3 separate regions of the Mus musculus genome follow, and regions 1 and 2 are each linked to region 3. The links are chromatin contacts, called in public promoter capture Hi-C maps. All regions are on one chromosome and are shown on one strand. Each heading gives the region's core, a stretch centred on a gene start, on an enhancer-like site or on the middle of the called end of the contact. The rest is flanking DNA. Distances are from core to core; before and after follow the strand shown. Region 1 holds the start of Dhps (deoxyhypusine synthase). Region 2 holds the start of Prdx2 (peroxiredoxin 2). Region 3 holds the start of Nacc1 (nucleus accumbens associated 1, BEN and BTB (POZ) domain containing).

What was found. Capture Hi-C pulls out chosen DNA fragments and counts their contacts.
Region 1: a contact with region 3 is called in a promoter capture Hi-C map of adipose tissue. The contact joins the promoter of Dhps here to the promoter of Nacc1 in region 3. A contact is called at or near these places in 7 of 39 promoter capture datasets (the C10 cell line, erythroid cells, fetal liver and 2 more), 2 of 484 Hi-C or Micro-C datasets (CD4 T cells and regulatory T cells), 3 of 115 datasets of contacts at active chromatin or transcription factors (the 230-238 cell line, bone marrow-derived macrophages and pancreatic cancer cells) and 3 of 9 other capture datasets (adipose tissue, liver and pancreatic islet).
Region 2: a promoter capture Hi-C map of pancreatic islet shows a contact between it and region 3. The contact joins the promoter of Prdx2 here to the promoter of Nacc1 in region 3. A contact is called at or near these places in 13 of 39 promoter capture datasets (the C10 cell line, the HPC-7 cell line, cranial neural crest and 9 more), 5 of 484 Hi-C or Micro-C datasets (B cells, cerebellum and embryonic stem cells), 9 of 115 datasets of contacts at active chromatin or transcription factors (the SCID.adh cell line, T-cell acute lymphoblastic leukemia, bone marrow-derived macrophages and 4 more) and 4 of 9 other capture datasets (adipose tissue, embryonic stem cells, liver and 1 more).

Annotation. Positions count from the first base shown.
Region 1 is chr8:85,068,857-85,073,052 of GRCm38.p6, reverse strand. Dhps (deoxyhypusine synthase) reads right to left here and starts at 1,296. Exons shown (of 9, transcript NM_001039514.1): 1 at 1,000-1,296; 2 at 437-601. The coding sequence starts at 1,206.
Region 2 is chr8:84,968,080-84,972,273 of GRCm38.p6, reverse strand. Prdx2 (peroxiredoxin 2) reads right to left here and starts at 2,652. Exons shown (of 6, transcript NM_011563.6): 1 at 2,512-2,652; 2 at 1,930-2,034; 3 at 1,685-1,838; 4 at 865-987; 5 at 582-712. The coding sequence starts at 2,032. It also overlaps a transcript of Rnaseh2a not described here.
Region 3 is chr8:84,685,410-84,689,297 of GRCm38.p6, reverse strand. It overlaps Nacc1 (nucleus accumbens associated 1, BEN and BTB (POZ) domain containing), which reads left to right and starts at 1,436. Exons shown (of 6, transcript NM_025788.3): 1 at 1,436-1,623. Trmt1 (tRNA methyltransferase 1) reads right to left here and starts at 51. Exons shown (of 17, transcript NM_001164559.1): 1 at 1-51.

The DNA of each region.
Region 1 (4,196 bases), core at 47-2,546, 380 kb before region 3:
CTTTTTTTTTTTTAATCTATTTTGGGCGGTGGTGGTGCATGCCTTTAATCCCAGCACTTGGGAGGTAGAGGCAGGCAGAATTTCTGAGTTCAAGGCCAGCCTGGTCTACAGAGTGAGTTCCAGGATGGACAGCCAGGGCTATACAGAGAAACCCTGTCTCAAACAAAACAAAAACAAAAAAGACTAAAAGATGTATTTAATATATGTGAATACACTGTCCCTCTCTTCAGACACACCAGATCTGTAATGGCATCAAAAGATCCCATTACAGACGGTTCTGAGTCACCATGTGGTTGTTAAAAAGCAAACCCAAATCTTTCACAGGACCGCAAATAATCTCTGAGCCTCTTCATTTCTCTTAACTGAAAAATAACCCTTTTTTTTTTTTTCCTACTGGCCCAAGGAGGCTGGGGTTCCAGAGCTAACGTGGACCCACCATGTTGTGCTGCACGAGGTATCGAATGGTCTCCCGGATGCCTGAACTGATGAGGTTGGAAGTATAGCCCAAGAAAATGGTGCAGCCTGTAAGTGGGCGGCGGCTCTGAGTCAGGTCTGCGTGATGATCTTCATCTACAGCCAGTGGCTCCAGTTTTTTCTCAATCTGGTCATAAGGGCACAGGAAAGTTGCACTAAGACTCCAAACCTCAGTTGAGGTACCCTACCTGGCCTGGATTCCAGAGGTTGATTGCACTCAGGGAGACTACTACAAAACCAAAGCACAACCCCTGGGCAGACCCTAACCCTCCCATTCCAGGTCCAGGTCTGTCACTTGATGGTTTGAGAACCACCCAGTATCTTCAAGTCTCCTTCCACCGGGAAAATCGAACCCCGGGCTCCCCTAGCGTTAAGCTCCTCCTACAAAGCCCTTTTGGATTTTTAACTCCAAGCTCCACCCATCGCAGAACTCTAGTTTACCCGGACTCCGCCCTCTCCCGGACGCTCACGCGGAAATCCGCGCGCAGCGGCCCGGCATCCCGCCCGGGTGGCCCCGCGCCTCACCATGGCGTTGACTTGCTGCACCGCGCGCCCGAAGTTGGTAGCCTGGAAGCCGGTGGTGCGGTAGGCGTCCAGAAGCGCATGGTAATCTACGCCGCGGTTGAAGTCGTAGCCTTGGACCTGGGCGCTCTCGGGCGGCAACGCTGAGCTGTGCTTGAGCACGGCGGCCAGCGCCGAGGAGGGCGCCGCCCCTGGCGGGGTCCCTTCCATGTGCTCGCGGCCGCTCTCAGGTCTCAGCAGCCTCGGCGCCCTGAGACCCGCAAAATCCCTCAGCGAGGTCGGCCGGAGCCCAGGAAGTGCGACTCGAGAGCCTTGGGGGCGTGGGGCGACGAAACCGGAAGTCACTTGGTCTCGTGACCTTGGGCAGCGCCCGCCGTCCTGGTAGCCGCCATTTTATCCCTGTGTTCCGTACATGTGGTCCAGGAGCTGTTACTGAGCTTCAAGCATAGGGAAGTGCCTAGTTTGCAAGCTGTCTCTCTGTCCAAATATTCTTGTCCCCCATGAGCGAAGTGATTGTTTCTTGGACGGTGTCCTTGAACACGACTTAGGGCATCAGGCAAAAAAAAAAAAAAAAAAGAGTTGCAGCCTTTTGTCAAATGGAATAGTGTTTTCTTTTGATGCTTCTTCCAGTCTCCACAAACTTTGTTGCCTCCTCTTTTCCCCCTCCAGCCATAGCTCAATTTTAACTGGATCATGGGCCTCTGGGGAGGCAGGGATGACTGCCATCTATTTACCACGAGAAGCTTGCTGAGAATCTATCATGCATCCTCTTAATGATACACTGAGCCTAGGACAGGGGCACCCCTTCTTCTGGTTTGTGTAGTCTAGACTAGAAATAGTGCTCTCTGCTGGAAGCTGAGATTTAGCAATGGACAAGACCTCTGACCTCCCGGTGACCATAGTATGATGAAACAGAAAATGGTTTAGTGATTAAACCAGGCTTGGGACACACTGCAATCCAGAGGTCGAGGCAGAAGAATCTCGAGTTCCAGGCCAGGCTGAACGATAGAGAGCAGGACCCTGTCTTAACAAAAGGGACCTGTGTGGCTAGGGAAATAGATGTTAGTATGGTCCTTGCTTTTTGAAAAAGCAAGAGTGTGGATTGTATATGTGCGTTCAATTACCAGAACTCAAGGGGCTTGGGGGTTGACAATACCAGTAATTCCAGCTCTGGGGAAGCAGAGACAGGCAGATCCTTGGGATGGGGCCTGCAGAATGACTCAGTAGCCAAAGGCTTACGATAGAAGAAGAGTCTGGATTCCCATACATTCTCTTCTGACCGCCACAGCAGGCCATGCATGCACAAGGTCATAACACAGGCTTGAGGACCAGGTGAATGTCTTCTGAGAGTGACATATGAGGTTGTCCTCTGGCCTACAATCAATCAATCAATCTCTCTCTCTCTCTCTCTGAAGAGGAGGAGGAGGAGTTGGTAACCTGAGCTGAAGGAAAAGGTGATTGGTGAAAACTGCCAAGACCAGAAGACCCAGAAAATTCCTATTACATAAAGACTTCAGAGACACTATTTTTCCAACGATCCCCTTCATTTAACCAATATCTGCCATCAGTGCCCAGTACCACTACCTGGAGGGAGGTCTGCATACATCCGGGAGGGCAAAGTGACTTGAATCCATGATACTTATCACCTCCTCCTCCTCCTCTAGGGAAAAAGTTGAATGAAGGTAGCTATGGCTACTCTGACTAAGATAGTGATGGCGGGGGGGCTAGAGAGATGGCTCAGCTGTTAAGAGCACTGACTATTCTTTTTTTGGTTTTTTGAGACAGGATTTCTCTGTATAGCCCTGGCTGTCCTGGAACTCACTCTGTAGACCAGGCTGGCCTCGAGCTCAGAGATCCGCCTGCCTCTGCCTCCCAAGTGCTGGGATTAAAGGTGTGCACCACCACGCCCGGCACAGCACTGAATATTCTTAGGAAGGTCCTGAGTTCAAATCCCAGCAACCACATGGTAGCTTACAACCATCTGTAATGACATCTGACGCCCTCTACTGCTGTATCTGAAGACAGCTACAGTGTACTCATATAAATAATAAATCTTTTTTTAAAATACATATACATATAGTAATGGCTGTTATGCTCAGAGTCACCATGATCAGCAAGCAGAGGGAAGAGCAGGTAGGGACATAGCAAGAACTTGGTCTCTAGGCTGGTAAGACATGACTTATTGGGTAAAGCCTTTTGTCAGGAGGCCTGGATACCTGAGTTCAATCCCAAGGCCACCGTGGTAGAACAGGTTCTCAGAATGTTAGCCTCTGACCGGTTTCACATGCAACTACCTTACCCTCAACGCACACAATAATTTTTTTTTTTTTGAGACAGTCTCACCATGGAACTGACTGGCCTGGAATTTATTATGTAGACCTGGCAGCCTCAACTCACAGAGATCAACCTGCCTCTACCTCCTGAGGGCTGAGATAATGAATGCAATTTTAAAATAAAAAATTATGCGTTTGTTTGTTTTGGGTTTTTTTGTTTTTTTGTTTTTTTTTTTTTTTTTTTGGTTTTGGTTTTTCAAGACTGGGTTTCTCTGTGTAGCCCTGGCTGTCCTGGAACTCACTCTGTAGACCAGGCTGGCCTCGAACTCAGAAATTCACCTGCCTCTGCCTCCCGAGTGCTGGGATCTGTGCCACCACTGCCCCCAACTTAAGATAAAAATTGTAAAAGACGTTGCTGAAGCAATCCTCTTTAGAGAAATCAACACCAGCACCTTGATGTCAGATTTCCAGCCACCCAGGCAACAATTCCCAGGGTTTATACAATTCACTCTGTGGCTTTGTTGGAGCAGTTCAGCCAGGCTAATACCCTGGTAAAAGAAAGAATGAACAAATGAATGAACAGATGAACAGTGTCAGGATAACCCTTAAGGGACAAAGGGGAAGGATGATAAGCAGGCTAGGTGTGATGCGAATCCCAGGCTGGCTACTCAAGGGGATGAGTCAGTGCCATCTTAGCCCAGGAGTCAAAGTTTAGTCTAAATGATATAGCCCCTGTCTGGGTAATAATGGTGTTGATCACGTAAATAACAGGAAATTCCAAGAGGTAATCTGGTAGACTCTGCAGAGGATGAGTTTACTGTAAGAGGCCTCAAAACAAGGGGACATTCTCTTCATTTTCTTGACAGGGTCCCTGTGTGGCCCAGGCTGCTCTCTAAATCCTGGCTCCCAGCAGACAATCTTTCCAGC
Region 2 (4,194 bases), core at 1,403-3,902, 280 kb before region 3:
AGACACCCCAAAAGAGGGTGTCAGATCTCATTACGGATGGTTGTGAGCTACCATATGGTTGCTGGGATTTGAACTCAGGACCTTTAGAAGAACAGTCAGTGCTCTTACCCTCTGAGCCATCTCGCCAGCCCAAGATCCTGTCTTTTATTATTATTTTTTTTATTTTATGTGTCTGTGCACCGAGTGTGCTTGGTACCCCAGGATGTGGTGAGCATAGACTTGGGTGATAGGGCTAGAATTTGCTCTTTTGCAAGAACAAGTGCCCTTAACCACTGAGCCAACTCTCCAGTTCATCTTGTATACATGTTTATCTGTGTACCATGTGCACGCCTGGTGCAGGAAGAGGTCAGGAGAGAGCATCAGATTCCCCGAGACTGGAATTATAGATGATTATGAGCCACCATGTAGATGCTAAGAATCCAGCCCCGGTCCTCGGAAAGAGCAGCCAGTGCTTTTACCTGCTGAGCCATCTCTTCAGCCCTGGCATGGGACTTTAATGTTTATCCCACAAAGATGCTGGAGCAGACAATTCATTCATGCTGGGCAGAGCTGAGGCAGCCTTTCCATTTGTGAATACTCACCTTCCCCATGCTCGTCTGTATACTGAAAGGCCTGGACTAGGCGGAGAGCCTCGTCTACAGAGCGTCCCACAGGTAGGTCATTGACTGTGATCTGGCGAAGGACACCCTTGGCATCGATGATAAAGAGACCCCTGAAGACATGAGGGCCCACAGTGAGGATCTGGGAGACCACCTGCTGCCAGAACAGGAAGGGGACACTCCCACACACACCCCCACCAGACACAGTGGTCCCTTTAGCTTTGAGGAGGGGGCTCCTGGAGCTGGGCTGAGGTCCCTGCTGTACCTGTAAGCAATGCCCTCATCATTTTTCAACACGCCGTAATTCTGGGACAAGCTTTTAGTCACGTCAGCAAGCAGAGGGATATTCAGGGGGCCCAAGCCTCCCTCCTTCCGTGGGGTATTGATCCTGAAGGTGAGAGAGACATGGTTGGTGCCTTAGGATGCCCAGGATAGTAGAAGTCTCCCCCATGGGCCTCCAGAGTGATAAGGGCTGGAGTGGGAGTGCTGGAGACAGGAGATAAAGGACTTAAAGCAAGGCCGGGGTGCTCCACCCACCCCACCCAGTGGGATGGCAGTGCAGCTGGGAGGAGAATGGCTCCAGATAAAGCATCCTCTTCAAATGGCTTCACTTGTGCCCGTGGGCTCCAGCAACTTGCAGTAGAGACCCCGTATGAAAGTGATTAGCCAACAGCAGACATGGAGCTCAGAGGCAGGGCACTTGCCTTGCAAGAATGAGCCCTGGAATTATTGACTTCTAGTTCTGAAAGACTTGTGTGTGCGCGCACACAGGGGGATTCTTCCCATCACCATCTAGCTCTGGTATGGAGCACAACCCATCATTATTGAGAATAGCAAAATACAGCAAGGCAGCCTGTCTCCAGAGAACTGAGACTCCTTTGGCAGGTACCTTCCAACAAGGTGCCAAATGCTAATTACTATCATCTTCGTGTGGGCTTGGGTGTCATTGTTTCCATTCTTTATAAGATGAAAAACGGGAAGACACAGTTTGTCCCTATAATTTGGGCGGTCCTTCATCCTCTCTGCACCTCCCACTTCACCACCTACCTCAAGACCCCTGCAACCCTCCTCCTGCAGCCCCTTACCACGCCAGGTGGGTGAACTGAGAGTCCACAGACACTCCCAGCACCTCGCAGCCTAGCTTTCGGAAGTCCTCAGCATGGTCGCTAAAAGCGATGATCTCCGTGGGGCAAACAAAAGTGAAGTCCAGTGGGTAGAAAAAGAGGACCACGTACTTCCCTAGGGAAGAGGAGAACGGAAGGGAAGTCAGTGCTAACTTCTTTCACATGTAGACCCTGACCCCACCTGCTCCCACTCCGCTCAGCCTCACCTCTGTAGTCCGAAAGCTTGATTTCCTTGAAGGCACCATCCACCACCGCTGTGGCCGTGAAGTCAGGAGCCGACTTTCCGATTTGCGCGTTGCCGGAGGCCATGACTGAAATCAGAGACCCACACAAGCTTGGTCTTTAGAGCCTTAGAAGATCCTTTGTCTTGCCTTTCCAAGGTCACTTTTGGTGCTAAGTCTAGATAGTAAAACCGAGAGAGGTGGAAGGAGCGCTCATATTCACCCTCCCAGTATAAAGTCTGCAAGGCCTCTGAATACCCGCCCCCCTAAACAGGGAACGAATGATGGGTCACCGCTGCTACCCAAATTATGGAGTCAGACCGAGTGCGGGTGGAGGGGGAAGTGAGCTCCTAGTTCCAGAATAGGACGGCTAAGCTAAGAGCGATGGACTGCCGAGCTCGGTGATCCAGCCTGCAAGCCAGGGCTCGGGCCTTGGTTTCCCGGGCAAGGACAAAGCGGCCACCATTGAACATGGAAAACAAAGACCTCCAAGCATAGAGGTCGTGATGAGGCCTGCACCACACTAGTGGGGCTCCTCCCATTCGTGTGCATTCTGGGTTTTCATACCTGCGTGAGCAAGAGCCGGACACACGGACGTCCAGACACGGGTAGAGACAGGAAAGAGATCTCAAAACCGAGAGAGCCCTAGGCCGGAGAACCTTTTATGCGTGGCCCAAACCACACCAGGCAGTGCGCGGGGAGGTGGGCGGGACAGCGCCGCGGTCGGATCCATTGCGGCTGCCGGGGGGGTGAGGGGAAGGCGCCGCGTGGCCCGGTCCACACGCTTTCACAAGGGTTGGGTGGGGTGTGCCCTTTCGGACGCCAAGATTGTCTGTGCTGTGGGCTCCTCGCGAGCCTCGGCCACGGGGCGCGTTGGGGTCGGTTGGAATCCGGGCATGGCCCGGAGCCACTTGGCTCCGTTGCTGACTCCCCTAGTGCTCCTAGGTCTGGTGTCCCCTACTCAGATCGACCCAGACTACCAATACTTTGGCCCGCACGGTGAAGGTGATACCTGGGAGCTGCTGACGCTGCAGCGACAAAAGGGTAAACTAGCAGGTGGACGGGAGTTACGCTATGAAAAGGTGTCCTCCCCACCCCAACCCCCGAAGGCCTCACTTGGCCAAGGCCCTACAAACAGACCCTCTCTGGCTGACTTCAGATCCCTGCCCAGCTCAGTGCAGGCTGGGTCTCAAGGAACTGGGCACTTTTTCTCTGAGTGTGATTTCTCGTCTGTGAGTTATTGTTTTGTTTTATTTTGTTCCGTTTCACTTTATTGAAAATTTACAGCCATGCCCCAACCGTACTACCTTTTGTTCTCAACTTCTTGCCCCGCAGCTTCCTTGGTCATCTGATAATTATATTAAACACTGCCTGTCTAATAAACAACCTATTAACATAGTGCTAGAAGGGTGGAGGCAGAGAAAGAAACTGGCCAGTCAGCTTGAGGTGGTAAGAACCAACACAGCTGGAATGACTAGCACAGTTAAAGTCACAGGGACTGTGAGACAGTGAAAAGGGAACAGCAAAAGGCCTAAGGGAAGAATAGGGAAAGGGGATGCCATTTGGCAAAGATCTGCTGAGGAAGGGTGTGGGGCACCAGCCTTTGTGAGTTCATCTACATGAGGAAGTATCAGTGAAGAATTCTGATGAAGGGTTGGGATTGCATTTGGTACTCAGTTGGTGGAGCACTGGCCCAGCATGTCCGAAGTTTTGATCCTTCCCCAGCGCTGCATAATCCACTGTACCCGTACACACCTACAATCCTAGCATTTGGGAGGAGTAGGGACCTGAAATTCAAAGACATCTTTGGCTACCCAAGGACTTGGAGGCCAGCTTGGGGTACATGAGGCTCTGTTGTTTTGTTTTGTTTTTAAGGAAGGAAGGAAAGAAAGGAAAGGAAAGGAAAGGAAAGGAAAGGAAAGGAAAGGAAAGGAAAGGAAAGGAAAGGGTCTTGTAAAACTGTAGGTCAGTGGCTCTTTAGCACTACCTTAAAAAATATATATATATCGCTTCTCCTGAGCATAAAAATTACTTTGTTGCTACAAGTTAGCTCAGCACCAGGGGGTTTAAGTGCATTTATTATGTCAATTATATCATTTAACTTAACATCTGTCAGCCTTGTTAGTCAGGTGGCACTGGGCCTGCTGGGTAGGCCCATGATTAAGTCCCTGAAGACAAGAGTCAACTTTGGATGGATGTCGGGTATGAAGGACAGGGAGTGAATACTCCCAACTGAGCTGGCTGGCGGAG
Region 3 (3,888 bases), core at 187-2,686:
CATGTTGGCAAAGAGGGCGGGCCAATCACATGACAATAACTGACCAATTAGAGACATTACCTACAGTGGGCGACCAGGGTCAAGACTCTTCTAGGGAAGGAAGTGCGCAGGCTACACTACACCAGTGATTCTTAATAATACAACTCTTCTACAAGGGAGTTTCACTAGTTTAATTCAGGGCAAAAAGCGGAGGCACTCTGCACCTTTAGATGTCTTCTGTGTGCACCTTGTAGGTTAACTCAGGCTCTAGAATAGTATTCACTGTCTTTGAATCTCAGTCCCACCACGTACTCTGGGCAAGTTAATTAAAATGTAAGGCTCCTATTTCCCTTACCTGTTAAATAGGAATCTTAGCTGTCAAGGGCAAAGATTAAATAACCGAATGCCTGGGAAGTGTGCAAAGGAGCCACTCAGACTGAGTGTTGGCCTAATGTATGCATCAGGAAAATATGGAGATCCGGGATGTGAGAGTTATCTTAGCTTGCCTTGCTATATGTTATCTGTTAATTGGGGGTAGAGGGCACTCTTAATCCAGGTTGTCCTGGAGTTATATAGCCCAGGGCAGATTAGAGTTTCCTGCCTCAGTCTCTCATATGGTGAGATTTCAGGCATTTCTACCAGGCCCAACGGTACTTATTTTGTTTCAAAATTTTATTTTTTTGTTATTTTTGTGTATGTGTGCAGTTGTGTGTAAGTCCTCAAAGAGCAAAAAGGTGATAGTTTCTAGAACTGTAGCCATCTGACATGACTGCTGGGAACTGAACTCTATTCAACAAGAGCAGTACACACTCTTAATTTTTTTGAGACAGGGTTTCTCTGTGTAGCCCTGGCTGTCCTGGAACTCACTCTGTAGACCAGGCTGGCCTCGAACTCAGAAATCCTGCCTCTGCCTTCCAAGTGCTGGGATTAAAGGTGTGTGCCACCATTGCCCGGCCAGTAGACACTCTTAATCCAGTCCGCACTCTTCTGTTCTTGACTCTGCTACCCATCCAAAAAGTAGTCAGGCCTCTCTAACATTAGTTATAAGACGTATAATTATCTGAGTTAGTGCAAAATGCTAACAGAACTTCACATCGCATAAGCATCCTGAGTTTTCACTTTATTAACCTCTTGAACCTAAGTTTAAATCTTCGTATTCACTTTCCTGTGATCTTGATAGTTTACTCAGCTCAGCTCCATGAAACCTCATTTCCACAAAGAGCCTAAACTGTTCCTGGAACAACAGTTGTTCTCATTTTACAAGAAACTGAAGCTCCAAGATACAGAGCAACCTGTCCCGCAGTCACTCAACTTAGCCCGTCTACAGAACCGAGACCCGGGAGGAAAGAGGAGCTGGTGAGAACCGAAGCGCTCGAAGCGCGGCTAAGCTTGCCTAAGGGGCGGGGCCGAGGCAGTTTTCCTCCCTGCCGGCAGCGCCGTGCGCTTCCTCGGCGCTCGGCTGGGGCGGCCTGGCCCACAATGAATGGCCGCCGCGGCTACCACTGCTGCTGAGGCGGAGGCCGCGGAGGCCGCAGAGGCGGAGGCCGAGGCCGAGGCGCAGGGAGGCGCGCCCCGGGCCCAGGCCCGGCCCCAGCTGCCGCTGCGGAGCCCGCCGGGAGGCCCCGGAGCGCGGCCACAGCGCAGGTGAGATGGCCCGCCCCAGGCCCAATTCCGGCCTCCTCCCGCCCGGGGCGGCCCGAGGACATCAGAGGTTCCGGCGGAGGGCCGAGAGGCGAGGCCTCCGGGCGCCCTGCTGCGAACCAGAAGCCGAGCCCGCGGCGCTGACAGCGGCGGGAGGGCAAGAGTGAGATGGCCGAATCTCAGCTGGCGGCCTACAGCGTCCAGCCCGCGGGCCCGGCCCGCAGGGCTTGAAGGCCGCTCGGGGGAGGCGCGGGTCGCGGGATCCTTGAAGTCTCAGGGCCGGAGGGGGTAATCGCGTGGAGCCGGCAGGCGAGGCTGGAGGGGGGAGGGGAGGCCTCGGGCTGGCGGGGGGTGGGAGGGCGGAGGGCTGCGCCGCCCGAGGGAAAAGGCCTGGAGGGGTGCGGGAGGGCCGGAGCTTGCAGGTAGAGGGCGCTGGGGAAGGGGGTGGGCGGGTCAGGTTACAGGCCTTGGGGGGAGGTGAGGAAAAGCCCGGGAAGTTAGACTTGGGGGGGGGTGGGCGGAGCTTGCTCGAGTGGGGGCGGATTGGAGAGAGCCCTAAGATATTTGCAGGGGGTCGCACGAGGTCAGAGACTAGAGATGTGCGGGTAAACTCCGACGGGAGGGCATCAGGTAAGGCTGGGCGTGTTGGGAGTTTGCAGGCGGCCCAGGGCCTATGGTTTAGGATGTGGGGAGCAGGTTAGGAAAACCTGGTGTGAGCTAAGGGATCTGCCCCCCCCACACACACACATCTCCGTATGTTTGCTTAGGGTCAGAACCGGGGGGGGGGGGTTCCTCTTTCCCACGCCTCTTCTCTGACACCTTGGCCAACTGCTAACAAGGACAGGCCAGCGGCTGGATGGGAGTTAGCGTGGGCTGCACCGGATACCTAGTTCAAACATCTTGTTTTCGGTGTGTATGGCCCCTACTCAACCCACCGCCCTACCCCACCCACTATGGAGGCAGCCCAGCAGACATTACCTGATTATTCTAGAGTCCTGAAATCGTTCTCAGCCTTCTGGCGCCGGAACCTGGGGGCTCCAGTCTAGAAGATGAGCCCTCACAGCGTTGCAATACGCCCTAGCTTTCCAGGCCCAACCTGCTGCCTGGGCCTGAATTCTGTCTCCTCCTGGGAGATAAAATATTCTGTCGCCTCCTGGGATGGTGACTGCCTGAAGCTCTGTTGTGTCTTTGAGACAAAACAGGTACCTACACATCCTGACTTGTGCCTGGGGGAGGGAGAAGGAGGGCTCCTGGTCCCAGGGCCTTCCCTCCCTCCTTGGTGCCCCTTCTAGGGCAGGTTGTATGCTAAGCGTGGAACCAGCTAGTTCATTGATTACTCGCCACCGCTGGGTCTTTGGCTTTCTCTTTTCAGAGAAAGAAGCTGGGGTTCGGGGCGGGGCTTGTCCCTGGTCATATGACTAGACTGTGGCCTATGCCTATTAAGTCAAGTTCGCCCTCCTTGGGTATCAGCAGAGAAATTCCTGCTGTTCCAATTCCCTGTTGGAGTCTTCTTGGACCTGGCCTTTCCTGGGCTCTCTAGACCGGCTCAGTCAATCCCCTTGCAGTAGTTCCAAGGAACTGTGTGTGGGCTTCTTCATCCTGCTCATACCTTCTCTCCCATCCCGCATCTGGGAGTCAGGGGCACGGGGCTCATGAAAGTGCTGGTTCTGCTGCAGGAAGTGGTTGTAGAAGAGGGTGGTAGTGGTTTGGGAGTGAGATTTTGCTTTGCCTGGACTTTGTGCGCCTTACTTTGGTTTCTTAGCACACTGCTCCAACTCTAGACTAATTGCAAGGTTAACAGTGTGTTCCTTGTTTTGGAAGGGTAAAGTTTTTGTTTTAGTGTTGTTTTTTTGGTTGATGTTACTCTAGCTCAGGCTGACCTTGAACTTATTATAGCCTAACTAGTCTTAAACTATAGCCCTCTTGCCCATCAGCCCAGTGCGGGGATTGTATAGGAATGAGGACCACACACTGTCTTGGTGACTTTGACTGGACATCCTCAGCACCAGAGTCAGCTACAAACTTCTGGGTTGCTGGTATCAGGCAGTACTGGGTTTATTGATGATTTTCTTGAGTCTCCATTTTCCCTCTTATCCTTGGAGTTTCCAGAACTCCACCATCTTCTGGGCCATGCCCTCCAGCCTGGTCTCTTGATGGGGGAGGGGAGCTGAGGACTGGTCCAGCAGCCTGTGTTACAGAACTTGGTGCTTTCAGATTGTTTTCTCTGCTGCTGCAGCTCTCCAGGAAAACCCCCCTCTTGCCTCTCAG